Linked DNA regions of Zea mays: region 2 is linked to region 1. A link is a contact called in public Hi-C data. All regions are on one chromosome and are shown on one strand. The core of a region is the stretch at or near the end of the contact, and the rest is flanking DNA. Distances in the headings are between cores, read along the strand shown. Region 1 holds the start of LOC732762 (histidine kinase4). Region 2 holds the start of LOC100283104 (cortical cell-delineating protein).

Region 1 (3,075 bases), core at 13-2,512:
GCGGTTAATAATAAGAATACTACGCTTCGAGGCCGCACGCACGAACTGCTGCTCCACTATCCTGCGACCAAACGCGAGCCCGGTGCAATAATCTCGGCCTCTCGGGGGCCAGAGCCAGGGCCAGGCAAAAGCGCGCAATAATCTCAGTACGAAGAAAAACAAGGTGCAGTAATCAGCTGCATGCCGCTCAAGGTAGAGAGAGAGAAAGAGAGAGAGGCTCTTTGTCTTTGGAACCGAATAATGGAAGAGGGGACAGAAAGGGTTTCCTGACCAGTAATCGCACTTCACCCATGTTTTTGACAGAGCATCAGTGATGGCAGCCACGACCACGAAGCGGAGCAAAGCACAAGCAGAGCGCATCGGCAGAAAGATTTGTCCGGCCGGGGACATGGCGCATTGTTGACTGTTGACGACCACCGCCTCATGCTCCCGCACTCCCTCCCTCCCTCCCCCTTGCACTTGCAGGTCGCACAGCCTTTTCCGGGCCGCGGCGCCAGATTTGCGTTTCCCCGCCGCGCCGCCTGCCCGGCTCCCACCCCCAGGCCAGGCCCCAGCCCACGCGGGCACGGGCTGCCGCCTGGCAGGCCGTCCGGCCGGCCGGCCAGGCAATGCAACAAAATCACACGAGACGGCGACGCGCGCTCACGCCTGCTCAACCACTGCCCGCGACCGCTCGGCCCCACCAACCACGTAAGGAGAGCCCGAACGAACTCACCAATCACCAGGGGTGCAGAGTACACGGTGCGCCCCCCGTGGCCGGCTGGCTCGGCCTCGGCAGTGTCCGAGCCCGGCGGACGGCAAAGGGAGTGGGGCTGGAAAGCAACGGGGCAACAACACAAGCCGCGGCCACCGGCGACGGCGCCGGGGTAGGGTGGGGTGGGCGAGTGGAGTGAGGCGCAAAAGCCCGGGACCCATGCCCACACCCCCATCGCGCGCGCCCGCCCGCCCGCAGTGTCGAGAGAGAGAGGAAAAATAAACCACGGTGTTATTTTAGTGGCAGCGTATCTCGTGAAATCCAGGAAATTCGATTCACTCGAAGCCCGGCTGCTTTCTCCCCGTCGCGAAAAGCCGCAAGCCAACAAAAAACACACACACACTGACACACACACCAAAATAACACATCAAAGCAGCGGGAGAGGAGAGCTCGGATTCTCGCGGAGAGGAGGCGGCGTGGGCGCCGGACGGCGGAAGCAGAGGAGTGGTCGGTCGGTGGCCTGCGGTGCAGCGTATGTGAGAGCTGCTGCGGCGGCGGGGACCTGCCCTGGCCCCTGGGATGGGGGTGGGAGGCGGAGGCGGAGGCGGAGGGGAGGCCGCGGCGGTGTCGGCGCCGGCGCCGGCGGAGGAGGCGGGGAAGGACGCGGAGGATGGCAGCGGGTGGACCTTGAAGGCGAAGCTGATCGCCGTAGCGGTGCTGGTGTGGGTGCTGGGGGCCTTGGCGCTCGGGGTGTTCCTGCACTCCTACTTCCGCCACGCGGCGCTGCGCAAGGCGGAGGAGGGGCTCGTCAGCATGTGCGAGGAGCGCGCGCGCATGCTGCAGGACCAGTTCGCCGTCTCCGTCAACCACGTCCACGCCCTCGCCATCCTCGTCGCCACCTTCCACTACGAGAAGCGCCCGCCCGCGCTCGACCAGGTCCGCGCCTCCCTCCATGACTCCATCCCTCGCCGAGCGAGAGAGAGAGAGAGCCTCGTGCGCCATCCGCCGCCTGCCTCTACGACGGCCTACGTCGGTCCACTGCTTCTTTCGTCCTAGTACCTGTGGGCGCGATCTCTCTCTGGCTTTCGTTCTGCTCTGCGCGCGCGGTTAACTGCGTGTCTCGCCGTCTATGGAAATCCTTGCTCCGCCTCGACCATGTTATGTTCCCATGTACTCCTAGTACCTACTCTGCCTCTGCTGCTGTTTCCACTTCATTTAATTATTACTGTCGAGTCCATGGTTCCCTCCTCCCTTGTGCGCAGACCGTGCCACTTCTTAAATGGAATTCTCTCTTTGTCTCTCTTTTTTTTTTTGGTGCGCGCGCGTGTAATTTGCCGGTGCAGATTAGTACTGTTCGGCCGTTTCATTTGTCGGCTGCAGGCTTTATTTTCTGCCGATTTGTTCTGCAGAACACGTTCGCGGACTACACCGCCAGGACGTCGTTCGAGCGGCCGCTGCTGAGCGGGGTGGCGTACGCGCAGCGGGTGGTGCACGGCGACAGGGAGAGCTTCGAGCGCCAGCAGGGCTGGATCATCAAGACCATGAAGCACGAGCCGTCCCCGGTGCAGGATGAGTACGCGCCGGTCGTCTACTCGCAGGAGACCGTCTCCTACATTGAGGGGCTCGACATGATGTCCGGCGAGGTCTGCGGCCAAGTTTCCTGTTCGTTTCTTGCACTGGGATACAGTTTTTTTTCCTCTGCCGGTGTTGGTTCTGAACCTGGATGTGTTTCACTGCTGCTGCAGGAGGACCGCGAGAACATTTTGAGGTCAAGAGCATCGGGGAAGGCAGTTCTTACTAGACCGTTCCGGCTCATGTCGAATCACCTGGGTGTCGTATTGACTTTTCCTGTCTACCATGTTGATCTTTCTTCTGATGCCAAGGAGGAGGATCGTGTTGCTGCCACCGCAGGGTGAGATTTATCTCCATTTTCCAATGAACTTCAGTTTACGCCTATTCTTTGTAGAATCCACTGCCTGTGGCTATTCAGACGCTGCAGCATTTACATGACTTGAGAAAAACTGAGGATCGAAAGTGTATGGGGCTCATGCTGAAGCAGTTGTTCGTGATCGTGAGTCTAGAATCGAAAGTGAGACTGAGATACCGGTGGAGAAACATAATTTCTATGATTAACTCATGTATTTCTCTTTCGTCCCTTTTTTTCCTGAAATACGCAGGAGGACTACATATCATTGCAATAATAGAAGAAAGTGAGGGGAAAGACCCTCACAGTATAACACACCCACATACACATACCCAAGATCTCACTAGAAAAAAACCAAAACACACGACCGACACACACAGATCTACCTAAACCGGTAGATCCTCGGCCCAGAGGGCGGATAGATCTGTGGCCCTAGCCTTAGACCAAAACAACACCT
Region 2 (3,550 bases), core at 549-3,048, 170 kb after region 1:
GCGACCGTGCGATGGGGCGCCAAGGCGGATTTTATGAGATGACTGGCGAAGCGGGCGACGACGCCGCGTCAGAGGCGGTGAGGTGGAGGGAGCGAGGGATGGTGTCATCGACTCGTTGCTCACCACGTCGGAGGAAGGAGAGGTGGGGTTAGAGATTACTAGGTGCAAGAGGAGGCGACCTCCACGAGGGATGGATTTTATGCGACGACGGGAGAGCGGGCATCGAGAGATGACAAATTTATCCATGTCGTGCGGCCTAGCCCAGCGTTCGGCCCATGCGCAACACGTAGATTAGTCTAGGCCATCACAGGCTCATTTCCTAACGTGTCGTATGGTCCATTTGGTTTGGTACGACCCATATGGTCATGTATACCTAACGAAATTGTTAATCACACCACATCGGTTGAATCAGAGTCGCAATGGATTTACCTTTTACGTGGCGAGCCACAACTAGAGGTGATAATGAGCTCTAAGTTCTACACTGTAAAATTTAAGTATCGAATTGAATTAGAATCATACTCTATTTCTATTAATTTTCGAACTAAAATTAATTAAAGGTTTAAATGAATTGTGAAGAAACATTTAGGGGGTGTTTGGTTGCCCCCGCTAAAGTTTAGCCCGGGTCACATCAAGCGTTTGACTTTGAAATAGGAGTATGGAATATAGACCCAACCAACTGGACTAGATTCGTCTCGTCTTTTAATCTTCGGCTGACAAATTAGTTTTATAATCCGACTACATTTAATACCCGGAACGGAGGTTCAAACATTCGATATGACAGGGGCTAAATTTTAGTTTGGGGTAACCAAACACCCCCTTAAACTGTAATCCATTATCACTCTTAGTCCCTGGGCACAACCTAAGACTGTCTCCAGCAATATCCTCTAAAGGAATATTCTGTGTTCTTTACAACACTCTCTAAAAGATTTCGTCCTCTATATCTTTTTCTACTCCAGCAGTGTCCTCTAAATTTCATCCTCTATATAAATAGTATTACCAGACTCTATTTTATACATTCTTTTTTCCGCATTGGACGCGCACAGAAAAATATCATTTGTATATCTCGTATTAAAATATGATGTATATTAATTTTTCTTCACCTAAAATAGTATGCCTTTTTATTACAAAGTTTTCCTTGGCAGATCTTAAAAAATTACTATGCAGACATCTAATAGTATTGCTTGCTGCTACTCATTCTTCATTAATTTAGCTACAATACTTATTCTACTGCATGTTATTGTACATTTCTAGTAGATCTGAAGTAGAGAGACACGAATAGAGGAGCCACTACATTTGGAGGTGGTTGAGGACGTACTCTATTTTACCGGACCCTTTAGTGCATGTTGTTGGAGTGAAAAAGTTGATCAGCGTGCGCTAGATATAGAGTAGAGGAGCATATAACGCACACCTTGCTGGAGAGAGTATAACAGGTGGTGGCAGCGACGCGGTTCTACTGCACTGCTGTGGCCGTGCGGGATGTCGGCTAGTTGCCTCCGGACGAACCACCGAAATGCGTTGCGTTTGTGTACGCACACCTGCAACCGAAAGGAGCAAATTAAGTTGCCGGCCGCTTGATATTGCTGGGTTCGTGGTCCGGGTCCCGGCACGCACTTGTCTAGTCCCGACTTGATCAGCGGTTATCATTGTTTTAGATACTCGATCACATACACACGATGCATGCGCCGATTAGGGAACACTGAAAAATATCTGGTAGCCTCGCCACTTCGCGCATGTATCGCACAATTCACAGCTCTGTCTGTCTGCCTATAAATTAAATACGTGCTCTGTGCTAGCTCCCAATTCCCATACCAGACTGGAAGGCAGAAGCGCCCGCACAGGCACAGCACTACTCGAAGCAAGAACTATAGCAGCTGCTGCTCCTGTACACCAAGCGTACGTGCAAATACAAATACAATGGCCACCAAAAGCATCGCCTCGCTGCTCGCCGTGGCCCTGCTGCTGCTGCTCTCCTCCCCGGCCGCCGTCGTCGTCGTCCGCGCGCAGCAGCAGCAGCGGGGCAACCCGTGCCCGACGAACGCGGTGGCGGACCTCAAGGTGTGCGCCGACGTGCTGGTCCTGCTCAAGCTCAAGATCAACGTGCCGCAGAGCCAGCGGTGCTGCCCGCTGCTGGGCAGCCTCGTCAACCTCGACCTGGCCGCCTGCCTGTGCGCCACCATCAGGCTCAACGTGCTCGGCATCCCCGTCAACCTGCCGCTCGACGTGCCCCTCGTGCTCAACTACTGCGGCCGGAACGCGTCCGCCGTGCCGGGCTCCAACTGTTCCTTCTGAGGCATGTTCGATCGATCGGCAACCCCGCTCCAATTGTAAGTTGGCTAGTTTGTTATATGCGGGCCGGGTACTGTATAACAGCAGCTGCTTGGAAATAAAAAGCGTGTAATGACCTTACTCAACATCATGGCAAGTACAATTTCTGAATGCTACCAACAATCCTACTTGAGTTTTTGCATGAATCTTTGGTCAACTGTTTCTTATGCCACTGACAAGTAATTTCGTGGTTATATATATTTAGCCATCCATGTGTCCAAGAGAAAACACTATGACCATTTATGCTAATTGTCGCAGTATATTATCGGTCGCTATAACCGAAATCTATGAAGTACGCTCCCGGAGAATAGCCCGTATACAAAACCAGTGGATAGCCGAAGATATCACCTGTACAGGACAACGAGAATATATGTATTTATTTTTAAACACAGAACCATTTCTACATAACCCAAAGCGATCAACACGCTCTGGGCAAAATCAAAGGTTTTAAAATCCTTTCAAACGTCCGAAGCTAACTCCCAAACATGCGAAGAATACTATAAGATTCTGGAAGATCAAATGCAGTATTTATGCGTCCCAGATCACCAGGAGGGGGGGGGGGGGGGGGGGGGCGCAAAACGATATTTAAAAAAAATGTTCAATCATCTCATTTCTGACAAAAGTTTTGTTGCGTCTAGCTAAGTTATCCTTTGTCTCTATGAAAGATATATAAAAAATAAGATTTATTTTAATGCAATATTTAACTTGCAAATGATAGCGTTTAAGAAAAAAATGGTGGGTTTATTTATCCATTGTTTATTTTTCAAGTCGCCTCTCAAAAAGACTGGAACGCACCAAGCCATATTCCGAAAAAATATCGAAGACCTGATGTGGCCGACAGCACTAGCGCACGCGCCGTCCTACGTACACTGGCCGTCGGCCGTGCGTCGCACACCGCGCAGGCGCACGCCACCGCCACCGCCGCCGCCTTGGCGCAACTCCAAACTTCAAAGTTCAAATGATGACACATGACAACATGGGCCGTATCCTTCGCGTCACGCAGATGAACGAGACCAGTCGTAGCAGCCCCTTCGAAAATACTATGGAGACCAGCCAGGCCCACCTCGCACGTCAGGCCGACGTACGTTAGCCGTCCCGTCCAGCCCAAATTCCGCACCGCTTCCGCCGTTGCGGTCGGCCGTCGGCGGTCGCGGTAGGCGAAACCGTGCACGGGCGGGCAGGCGCGCGCGACTCCAAGACCTGAGTCCTGATGATGCAAGGCGCT

What was found. Hi-C and Micro-C count contacts between places; a contact is called where the count stands out from the background.
Region 2: a Hi-C map of leaf shows a contact between it and region 1, with 2.8 times the contacts expected there. The contact joins the promoter of LOC100283104 here to the promoter of LOC732762 in region 1. A contact is called at or near these places in 9 of 25 Hi-C or Micro-C datasets (bundle sheath, ear, endosperm and 3 more).

Annotation. Positions count from the first base shown.
Region 1 is chr1:275,446,454-275,449,528 of Zm-B73-REFERENCE-NAM-5.0, forward strand. LOC732762 (histidine kinase4) reads left to right here and starts at 1,263. Exons shown (of 11, transcript NM_001112388.2): 1 at 1,263-1,630; 2 at 2,104-2,337; 3 at 2,440-2,606. The coding sequence starts at 1,274. LOC103643911 (a long non-coding RNA gene) reads right to left here and starts at 76. Exons shown (of 2, transcript XR_561378.4): 1 at 1-76.
Region 2 is chr1:275,611,069-275,614,618 of Zm-B73-REFERENCE-NAM-5.0, forward strand. LOC100283104 (cortical cell-delineating protein) reads left to right here and starts at 1,799. Exons shown (of 1, transcript NM_001156006.2): 1 at 1,799-2,441. The coding sequence starts at 1,915. The coding sequence ends at 2,289.